Linked DNA regions of Mus musculus: all the other regions are linked to region 2. A link is a contact called in public HiChIP or PLAC-seq data. All regions are on one chromosome and are shown on one strand. Each heading gives the region's core, a stretch centred on a gene start, on an enhancer-like site or on the middle of the called end of the contact. The rest is flanking DNA. Distances are from core to core; before and after follow the strand shown.

What was found. HiChIP or PLAC-seq counts read pairs in DNA pulled down with a chosen protein or histone mark.
Region 1: a FOXA1 HiChIP or PLAC-seq map of pancreatic cancer cells shows a contact between it and region 2. The contact joins two enhancer-like sites. A contact is called at or near these places in 1 of 39 promoter capture datasets (embryonic stem cells), 2 of 115 datasets of contacts at active chromatin or transcription factors (embryonic stem cells and pancreatic cancer cells) and 1 of 9 other capture datasets (liver).
Region 3: a FOXA1 HiChIP or PLAC-seq map of pancreatic cancer cells shows a contact between it and region 2. The contact joins two enhancer-like sites. A contact is called at or near these places in 2 of 115 datasets of contacts at active chromatin or transcription factors (extraembryonic endoderm stem cells and pancreatic cancer cells) and 1 of 9 other capture datasets (adipose tissue).

The regions. Positions count from the first base shown.
Region 1 is chr7:134,772,216-134,775,291 of GRCm38.p6, reverse strand. Dock1 (dedicator of cytokinesis 1) reads right to left here. Exons shown (of 52, transcript NM_001033420.2): 18 at 2,817-3,000. Among named protein-coding and RNA genes, the nearest start is that of Dock1, 100 kb to the right of the region's middle. Within about 2 kb of position 1,346, at least 83 of the 459 cell types and tissues checked have an H3K27ac peak or open chromatin away from gene starts, as enhancers often do. A contact at or near this core is called in pancreatic cancer cells, where this site is marked.
Region 2 is chr7:133,792,232-133,795,115 of GRCm38.p6, reverse strand. All of the region lies in intron 1 of Fank1 (fibronectin type 3 and ankyrin repeat domains 1), which reads right to left. Among named protein-coding and RNA genes, the nearest start is that of Fank1, 17 kb to the right of the region's middle. Within about 2 kb of position 1,440, at least 132 of the 459 cell types and tissues checked have an H3K27ac peak or open chromatin away from gene starts, as enhancers often do. A contact at or near this core is called in pancreatic cancer cells, where this site is marked.
Region 3 is chr7:133,084,094-133,086,958 of GRCm38.p6, reverse strand. It overlaps a transcript of Ctbp2 not described here. Among named protein-coding and RNA genes, the nearest start is that of Gm35364, 38 kb to the left of the region's middle. Within about 2 kb of position 1,333, at least 17 of the 459 cell types and tissues checked have an H3K27ac peak or open chromatin away from gene starts, as enhancers often do. A contact at or near this core is called in pancreatic cancer cells, where this site is marked.

The DNA.
Region 1 (3,076 bases), core at 97-2,596, 980 kb before region 2:
TGGATCAGACTAGCCCGGAGCTCACTGCAGAACCCAGACTGTATTTGAACTTGTAAATTCTCCTGCCTCAGCAACCAAACCCCATCCCACCCAACAAAAAACTTGGATTATAACATTTGTACTGCCCATCTGGGCTCTGTATTGCAAATTTGAGGAAAAAGTTCAAATGAGAAAATTCACAAATCACCCCACTGGGCAGTGCTGAAGGAAAAAGTTTGTCCCTCCCCCACAGAGCTACCCAGGCAGGAAAGGCCTCCAGTCCCGGGGACTCAACACAGCTGGGTTCATAATTATCCTTTGTTTCATGACTCCTTTCCCTCTCATTATACAGTAAGCTAATTGAGAGGAGGGATCGCATCTTACAGTTCTTGTCCTATCCCCTATGGCAGCCCACACAGCGCTGAGGACAGAGATCTTTAATACAAACCTTGATGAATAATTCAGCCCCTGCTTTTCTTTCCCTAAGTAATGGAACTTTGCGAGAACAAATTATGGTTTCAGGAAAAATGATTCCCTCAGAGGAGAATTTGGGACTCCACACTCAGGCGCCAACTAGGGCACCCCCATCTTATACACTCCTGGCATGGCACAATCCCAAAAAGGGGTATCAATGCTTGCATGAAATGAAAGCCAGATTCTTCCTTCTGTTCAGTGAGCAGCATCACTTTGGAATTTCCTTGTTGCTTGGCAACAGCTGCTGCAGAGACCAGGGCTCTCTCACTGGGTACCAGGGAGGGAATCACCCTGCAAATGGTGAGATTCAAGGAGCTGTAAGGTAAGAAAGTATTCCACACACCACCCTGGGAGGTTCCCCCCCCCCCGCATGTTTTAAAGAGATACTGTGGATGAGACTTGTTTTGATAGGAAATTATGATCAAATTTCAGACAACTAGCGATGCATCTGGAACACTGACCCACATATAAGACAGTGGCTTCCTCCAAAGTGAGAAGCTGAGCAGAGCTCAGCACCTGCTGAGACACTAAAGCAGACACACTTGGGGTCAATGACCCAGCTGGGGACACCACCCTTAGCCTGCATTGAATGAGGCACAAACATTAGTTCATGTACCCCAATGTAGGTACACGCTGAGAATCTCATTCCTAGTACTGGGACATTCTTTGCACAGCCCAGTCACTAGCTGGAGCCCACATAGCTGACTCATGTCCCTGAGAATCAAACTCCTGCACAATCCTCCCTCCCCCCCCCCCCCACTTACACAAATCCAGTCCTTCTGGGAAGTGGGGGATGGGGGGGGGGGGTCATTTGCTGGTAGCGATTACCACAGGCAGCAAGTAAGAACCCTTCAGAAATGATTCAAACCCACGGTGACTTGGCAACCAGGAAGTGTCCAAATGGTCTCCAAGTATCGGTGTTCACATAGGCTCAAACAACTCAGATGTGTCTGGATGACTCACAGCCTCTCACTAATATTTTACTAGGGAGGCCAAGGGTGGGAAAGCCTCACTGGGCAAAGCTGAGAATGAAGAGAGATGTAAAATGTAAAGAGAGATGGAAGCAGCAGGTGGCGAAAGTTTGAAAGACACCTGACTGGCACGCCTCAGCCCTCAGGACAGCAACATTTCTCCCTTCCAGAGTCCCATCTTCCAAAGGACGGGCTTCTTCCATGCTAGGGTAATCCAGTGCAAGCCCAAACGATGCCTGCTCCTCGGCAAATCTCAAACTCCAGCCATGACTGACAGGCAACACCGAGATGTGATTCCTGATAATGACGGACATTAATAATCACAACTCCTATCAGGCAGTTAAGAGGGAAAAAAATTGGATTTTCAAGCTCCATTTCAAGAGAGCATAAAGTCTCTGCACAGCTATGATACGGCCACATTAGGAGGACGCGGCTTTTAAATGAAGGATTTGTGCAGAGAGCCTCTGCCTCCTCCAGACAGAGTCACGGCAACGGTACTGGTGTGCCCTGAATAAGAAGTATCGCCACCGGGCTGCCATGACTCCGAGGAGGCTGCAAGCAGTGGGAAATGAACTCAGTCAGCCCAGGGCCGAGGCATCAGCTGATGAGTGACCTGCCACATTAGGCTGAGCTTGGTGGACTAGAACCAGCAAGGAGGTCTTATCTCACACTGTAAGCAGGGAGCCCAAACATATCAGGCCAATCAACTTCTCCAAAGAGAGATAACTGGGAATTATCTCAAGGAGAATCAAGACAGAGGAAGACACAGAGAAGGGAGTACCTCACATCTGACAGTGTGTATACACTAGCCAGAACGCTCCGGAAGCAGGCATTATTCACATGTGTACCAGCGGGAAGAGCTGGGTTAAAAGCTTCGTTACTCAAGGTCATTTCCAGGGTTAAGTTAGAATGAAGGTTCAACTCCATTTCTCTGATCTGTTTTCAAACCTTGTGTATTCCCCATGATGCCTTGTTTCCTTCTTTTGCCTGGAAAACTTCTCCAAGAGGAAGGCTGACAAGACGGAAGAGTGGTTACGGTGCTCGCTAACAAGCTTGATGAACAGAGTTCAAGCCCCACTGTTCACACAGAGAAAGGAAAGAAGCCAGTGTGTCCTCTGACTGCCCCCACATACACCACAAATAAACACATTTAAAAATAAAATTAAGTCCTCCCATTGTTTAATCTCCCTGCTAAGTTAGTCCTCAGCCCAAAATAGAAGTGTGAGTTTTAAACTCTGACGGATGCCACTTCCTCTTCCCAAGCTCATCGACATCTATGGAGGTCCTTATCAAAGGACACAGTGGGTGACGTCCACGCACCCACAGGAAACTCCTCCACTCAACACGCAGCCAAAAGGGATGTGTTGGAGAGGGAGGAATTCTAGAACTCACCGTTCTGGGTCAGTTTCGTGGAACACACCAGAGTGGAGATCTGGAAAGAGTCTTTGCTGATGGTACAACTCCCAAGACTCTGCATTCCTTTGCCTGTGGCTGAGTGGCCCTTTTCTTCCAACTCCCCCTTGGTACTAGGGAGGCTCAAGTATGTGGCTGCATCTTCGAGCTTTTTGGCTTCAGCCTGTGGGTTTGATTGCACCTTGTATCAAACAACATTCATGGAGGCCACACTCCAGGTTCTGCATGCCTTATTATTA
Region 2 (2,884 bases), core at 191-2,690:
CTGAGTCCTTGTTTCTCCAAGAGATCTGTGGGCAGCAGACTGGCCAGCCTTGGGAAGCTGGTCAGACAGCAGGACTGATAGCTAGACACTGGAGTTAGGGCCAAGCCAGGTTGGCACACACCCTGCTGACCTCAAATGTGGAGGAACCAGACCTACCTGTCTACCCAGCCTTTCCTGGTCTTTACTGTTGTCTCCTCGGTTAATCACACAGCTTGCTGCCAGCAGCCCCACCTTTGGAATCCAGCCCTGAACACACAGACCTCACTTCAGGGAAGGAAAGGACACTCTTCAGCTAGGAGCCTCTAAGCTTGCTGCCTCTCCACTAGGGCCATAGCAGGAGGAAAAACTGCTTCCCAAGGCTGGGCGGGCAGAGAGCATGGCAGAAACCAAATCCTTCAAGGGTCTACAAAGCCCAGTTGAAAATTCATATTTATTTTCCTTGCTAGGAAGAATTGAGTTTTTAATCTTCAGTACTGATATAGTTGAGAAGGAACACTTTGGGGGCTGGCACATAGCTCAGTGGCACAATCCGTTGCCCAGCATGAACCAGGTCCTGAGAGAAAAGAGAGAAAGCAAGGGAAGAAAGCATGTCTCTTCCGCGCATCACGTGGTAGTCTCTATCCAGCTCTCTGCCCTGTCCTTCTAAGTCAAGTGATGAGGTAAGTGCCTGTGCCTCACCTCCCTGTCTAGCAAGCCGAGCTTCTGACCTGGTGGGGGTCAGGCACAGAGATAACAAATGAGACCAAAAAGAACAGAAAAGAAGCAGAAACGAATGTGGGCAATGAAGGGGAAAAGGAACACAAATCTATAAGATAAATGTGGTCGCCCTGTATGACACTGGAAACCACCACACTCCCCAAAGTGGAGTTTGCTCTGATTAATTCCAGGAGGGCAGGAGGTATTGGGGAGAAGCAACCATTCTAAGGCTAAAGTGATGCAGAGATTCCAGCTAGCTGCTGCCCTGTGAAAGAGGACAGGTCTGCCCCAATAACACCCACAAGCTCTGCGCTGTCAGACTTCCGGGCCTGGGCTTCCTGACTCAAATCTGATTCTATTTATTCTCTTCTGGATCTTGTTCTGCTAACTCTTCTGGCATGGCATGCACAGTCATCATAGGCCAGGCCCGGCGGCAGGCACCAGGCACAGCTCTGTTCATCCACAGGGATCCCAAAGGGAAGGTCTGTCTCTCCTCTTACCCACCTATCCCAACTGGAGAGAGGCAGGGGCTGACACTCAGTCAGGATTCCTGATTCCTGTGCCCCTCTGTGACTTGCCAACTGTGCTGCTGGCATCATTGCGATGTAATGATTAATCTGCTCTATCTAAAATTAACTCAAAGTAAACAGATGCCAGCTGAAGTGGGGCAGAGTGTCATCACAAGAGACACATTTAGCAGGAAAGAGCTGTGGCAAGCCAGCCTGACTCATACTGACAGGGCTGTAAGGAGAGCTCACAGGGCACCAAGCCTTGGGACAGTCCCAGCTCTTGGCAGGCCACTGGAGGATGGAGTTTAGGTGTCAGAGAAGAGAAACCTTTGAATCAGACGTTTGTAATCATCAAAGAGTAGCAAGTCATTGACACAGCTCTGGGATCATGGGGCGGGAAGCAACAACCCTTCCTCAGCACCTGTCTGTCTGCTTGTTCTTTCCCTTCCCAAGAATCAAACAGACAAATTGTAACTGGGCTCATTGCCAGTGAGTCACTGTCTTGTATTCCCAAGACACGGGAGTCATTACTTTTTTTTTTTTTTTTTTTTTTTTTTTTTTTTTTGGTGTTTTCGAGACAGGGTTTCTCTGTATATCCCTGGCTGTCCTGGAACTCACTCTGTAGACCAGACTGGCCTCGAGCTCAGCAATCTGCCTACCTCTGCCTCCCAAGTGCTGGAATTAAAGGCGTGTGCCACCACTGCCTGGTGAATCATTACATTTTGTGCTTTCTGAAACATTGGGGGTTTTGAGGAGACAGAGTGTAAGTGGATAGCTGACTTCCCAAGGTTTGTGATTACAGACATGTGGCACCTCACTTAAAGCTCTTTAGAAGCTTTTTAGGGGGTCCAAGTGGCTGGCTAGCACTGGCTCACACTGAAGTCACAGCATGTTAGATAGAAGCAGCAGGCCAACCAGATGTTTATCTCATTAGTGTCTTCACACCACATCAATTTAGATTTCCAACAGCCAGACGTCTCACAGAAGGCAAGAAGTTCAGGTTGCCAATGATTTCAGTTAGTACTATGGGAAGAGACAGTTAATATGATACAATACCTACAGTACCCAGCAAATGCCTTTAATCTCAAACTCAGAGACAGGCAGGTCTCTTGGGAGACCTAGACTAGCCTGATCTACATCTGGAAGGCCAGACCAGCCAAAGGTACATAGTGAGAATCATCTTTAAAAAGAAAAAAAGATTATCTTAATGAGTTAGCAACTTATGGTAATGCTGGTCCCCAAGCTAAGGGAAGGAGCGTGGTGATCTGGGTTCATCGCTCCTTCCCCCCTCCCCCCCCCCAACACGTTTGTGGCACAGGTATTAGTCCTTTAAAATGGCAGAACCAACAGGCTTTATCCCATGTGCAAATAATTTTCACCAGTGGCATCCCAAAGCGGAAGTTCTACTTGACCTCCGTGAGAAAGATCTCTGGTAACCCCAAGACGGGGTGAGGTGGGGGTGGGGCAGGATGCTGTGTGATTGCTGATTCTGTTTTACCTTCAGTCAGCCAACCCGCATAGTGATCAGGACACTGACAGCAGCCCAGTCCTCAGTCTCTGCAGACTGACAATGTGGGACTCAGGTCCAAAGCTAAGGAGACCTTTTCATAAGCAGACCTTGATAGAGCATGTTTGATACCACATTTCTTGTCTGCTGACAGGTGCTGTTGGGGATTGTG
Region 3 (2,865 bases), core at 84-2,583, 710 kb after region 2:
TATATTAAGATTAAATTCATTCACTAGAGAATATTTTTAAATAAAAAATCTGCATATGTTTTATATTTCATTTCCCATTTGACCTATAGATATTCTTATATTTTTACATATTTTGGAATGCTTGAAATCTGTATCTCTCATCACACCAAACTATATGTATGGCCTCTCACATAATATATGGTATATATAGGTAACACAATATTCCTAATGTTACCAAACCTCTCACGTAGTGACTTTTTACTTTTCTGTAAATATTGACCACTTGTCTCAGACTAGGGAAAATATGCCAAAGTTGATTTTTCTTTTTTTTAAAGATTTATTTATTTGATGTATGTGAGTACACTGTAGCTGTACAGATGGTTGTGAGCCTTCATGTGGTTGTTGGGAATTAAATTTTAGGACCTCTGCTTGCTCCAGTCAGCCCTGTTCACTCAGTCCCTTCTTGCTCCTTGCTCCGTCCCAGAGATTTATTTATTATTATTATATAAGTACACTGTAGCTGTCTTCTGATGCACCAGAAGAGGGCGTCGGACCTCATTACAGGTGGTTGTGAGCCACCATGTGGTTGCTGGGATTTGAACTCAGGACCTTCGGAGTTACCCACTGAGCCATCTTGCTAGCCAAAGTTTCAAAGAAGGCTCCTAGAGCTAGATGATCAATGCTTCCTCCAGTGGCTCTGTGAGAACTCTGCCCTGTAGATTCTTCATGCTCCCATCATGCCTCCCCCTGACCTTCAGCCTTACGCTGAAGATGGAACCTGAAGTGTCTAGGTTCTATCTTGTTATAGTGACAGTCTGTGTCCCAAATGTCTGGCCACACCTCTCTGGACTCCACTCAATGCCCCTTGTCCTTTGTTCAGCTGAGTATTGGTAGCTGCCTGGTGCTTAGGCTCTCAGGGAGCATCTCACTGTCATGGGGAGAGGGATGCCTAGCTGGTGCTAGTTCAACCTGGGCTTCCTCTTGTATCTACTTCTTCCCTGCCTGTTCCCGAATCTCTCAAACAGTAGCGTGGTCCTCAGTGGTCATTTTGACCTGGGTACTGTTTGGGATGCTGGGCCCGAGGTGAGACTCCGTTAGGTGATGTTTGGGCAGAGGTTGAAAGGTGCCCTAGTGAGTTTTGGCTGAAGATTTTGGCGGTCAGACATCTTTGAGCTAGGTTGGATTTCAGGGACTCCTGATCTGCTGACAGGCATTCCTCATGTCCCTGTTTTAAGAGAAGATGGTTAGTCTGTAGTCCTTCAAGTTCCTATAGACACTGCCTCACACCCCATCCTGGGGAGCCCGTGGTCAGGCTGATCACAGCAGCTGCCTTCTCTTTCCTGGCTAGCTGGGCAGGTTTGGGTGTGGTGACTCATGTTGAGGTCACAAAATGACATCGGTGTGTGGGTTGTTGATGTTCATGGGTCCAACTTTTCATTCCAACTTGGCCTCAAGCAGCTTTGCTTAGCAGATCCCGATAATCAAGGGGCATTCCTTGTTTCCAGTGACTGCCAAGACTCCCCACCTGCTATGCCATCCCCTTTCCCCTCCCCCTCCTTCTAGGAGCCAGTGAGGTAGGGATGCTCTTGTCACCCAATGTCCCCTCAAGTCTCCCAGGACTGTGCTTCCTGTCACCTAGTAGTCTGTGGAGACCCAGCCAAGGCTTGGGCACTTGAATGGCTATGTCTGTATCCGCGCTGGGACACTGTCTATTTTACTGTCCTAACGTATGGGGCTTCCAAGGCTTGCTTACAGTTGTCACTGGTTGTCCTATTTGAAGACACGAGTTCCCCAAGCTACAGATAGACATTGAGGCTTTTCACATTCTTACAACCTAAAGCCAGCCGGACATGTTTCCTGTTCCTCAGTTTGCTGAATTCCACAAAACCTGGATATGTAAAGTCCTGCCCAAAGGATGCTTTCTTCCTTGCCATTGGCACTCTTGAGCCTCCCAGGTAAGGATAGGTTGTCCTCAAGTGTGGTGATACCCACCTTGCTATGAAGGACACCAGAAGAATTAGTTTACAGGATCATTTTCATCCTCCATGAAGGAAATTGTTTCCAAGTTAGTTAATGTGGCTTATTTATTATAAAGGCAGTGGTTAATAGAATTGAGAACCTGCCTGCTCAAAAGTGACAGCATCCCAGACCTGCCCAGATGGCACCATGCTGGTGCATGCTCTGTGTGTCTGATAGGGGCTGCTTAATTCTGCCCTGCAGTGGATGGTTGTATAAATTGCTTTTCCCCGTGGAACAACCCAAACACATTGCTTCATGCCCGATAGGTCAGGCCTTCCTGGAGTAGGCTTGTACTTAGACCAGGCACATGATACTCAAAGTGGTGATTCAGGAGCCATGATGCCCCAGGACCTGGATCGCCCCGGGGCCCAGAAAGTTGAGCTCAGTGGAAGAGATTGCACCCCTTCAGCTGCTGGCCCTTGAACCCCACTTATTTCTGGATGTCCTGTCTGATTCTTAGTCCCCACGTGCCTGCACATCCATCGCTTTCTGCTTACTGGGCTGGTGCGAATCCCCATGGCGCCTACTGTTCCGTTCATGTCTGCAGCTCAGTGCGCTATCTCTGACCCCGAGTGGAAGAGGGGAAAGGTGAGGGTTAGTGGGCCTGGCTGCCCCTCCCTTGCTGAGGCAGGAAAGGTTGCCAGGCAAGCCTGTACTGAGGCTGCTTAGGATCCTGTGGTTCCTGCTTTAGGAACGGCGGTGATCTTAATCGGCTAAGTCATTTCTGTGTCTGGCTGTATACTCCTGGAAGTTCTTAGAGAAACCTGCCAAGACAATTTCCCCTGGTACATCCTCAGGGCACCACTCAAGGCTGCACTGTCAGCAAGTATCTGCTGAGACAAGTGTGTGAATTCATAGGTGCTCTGT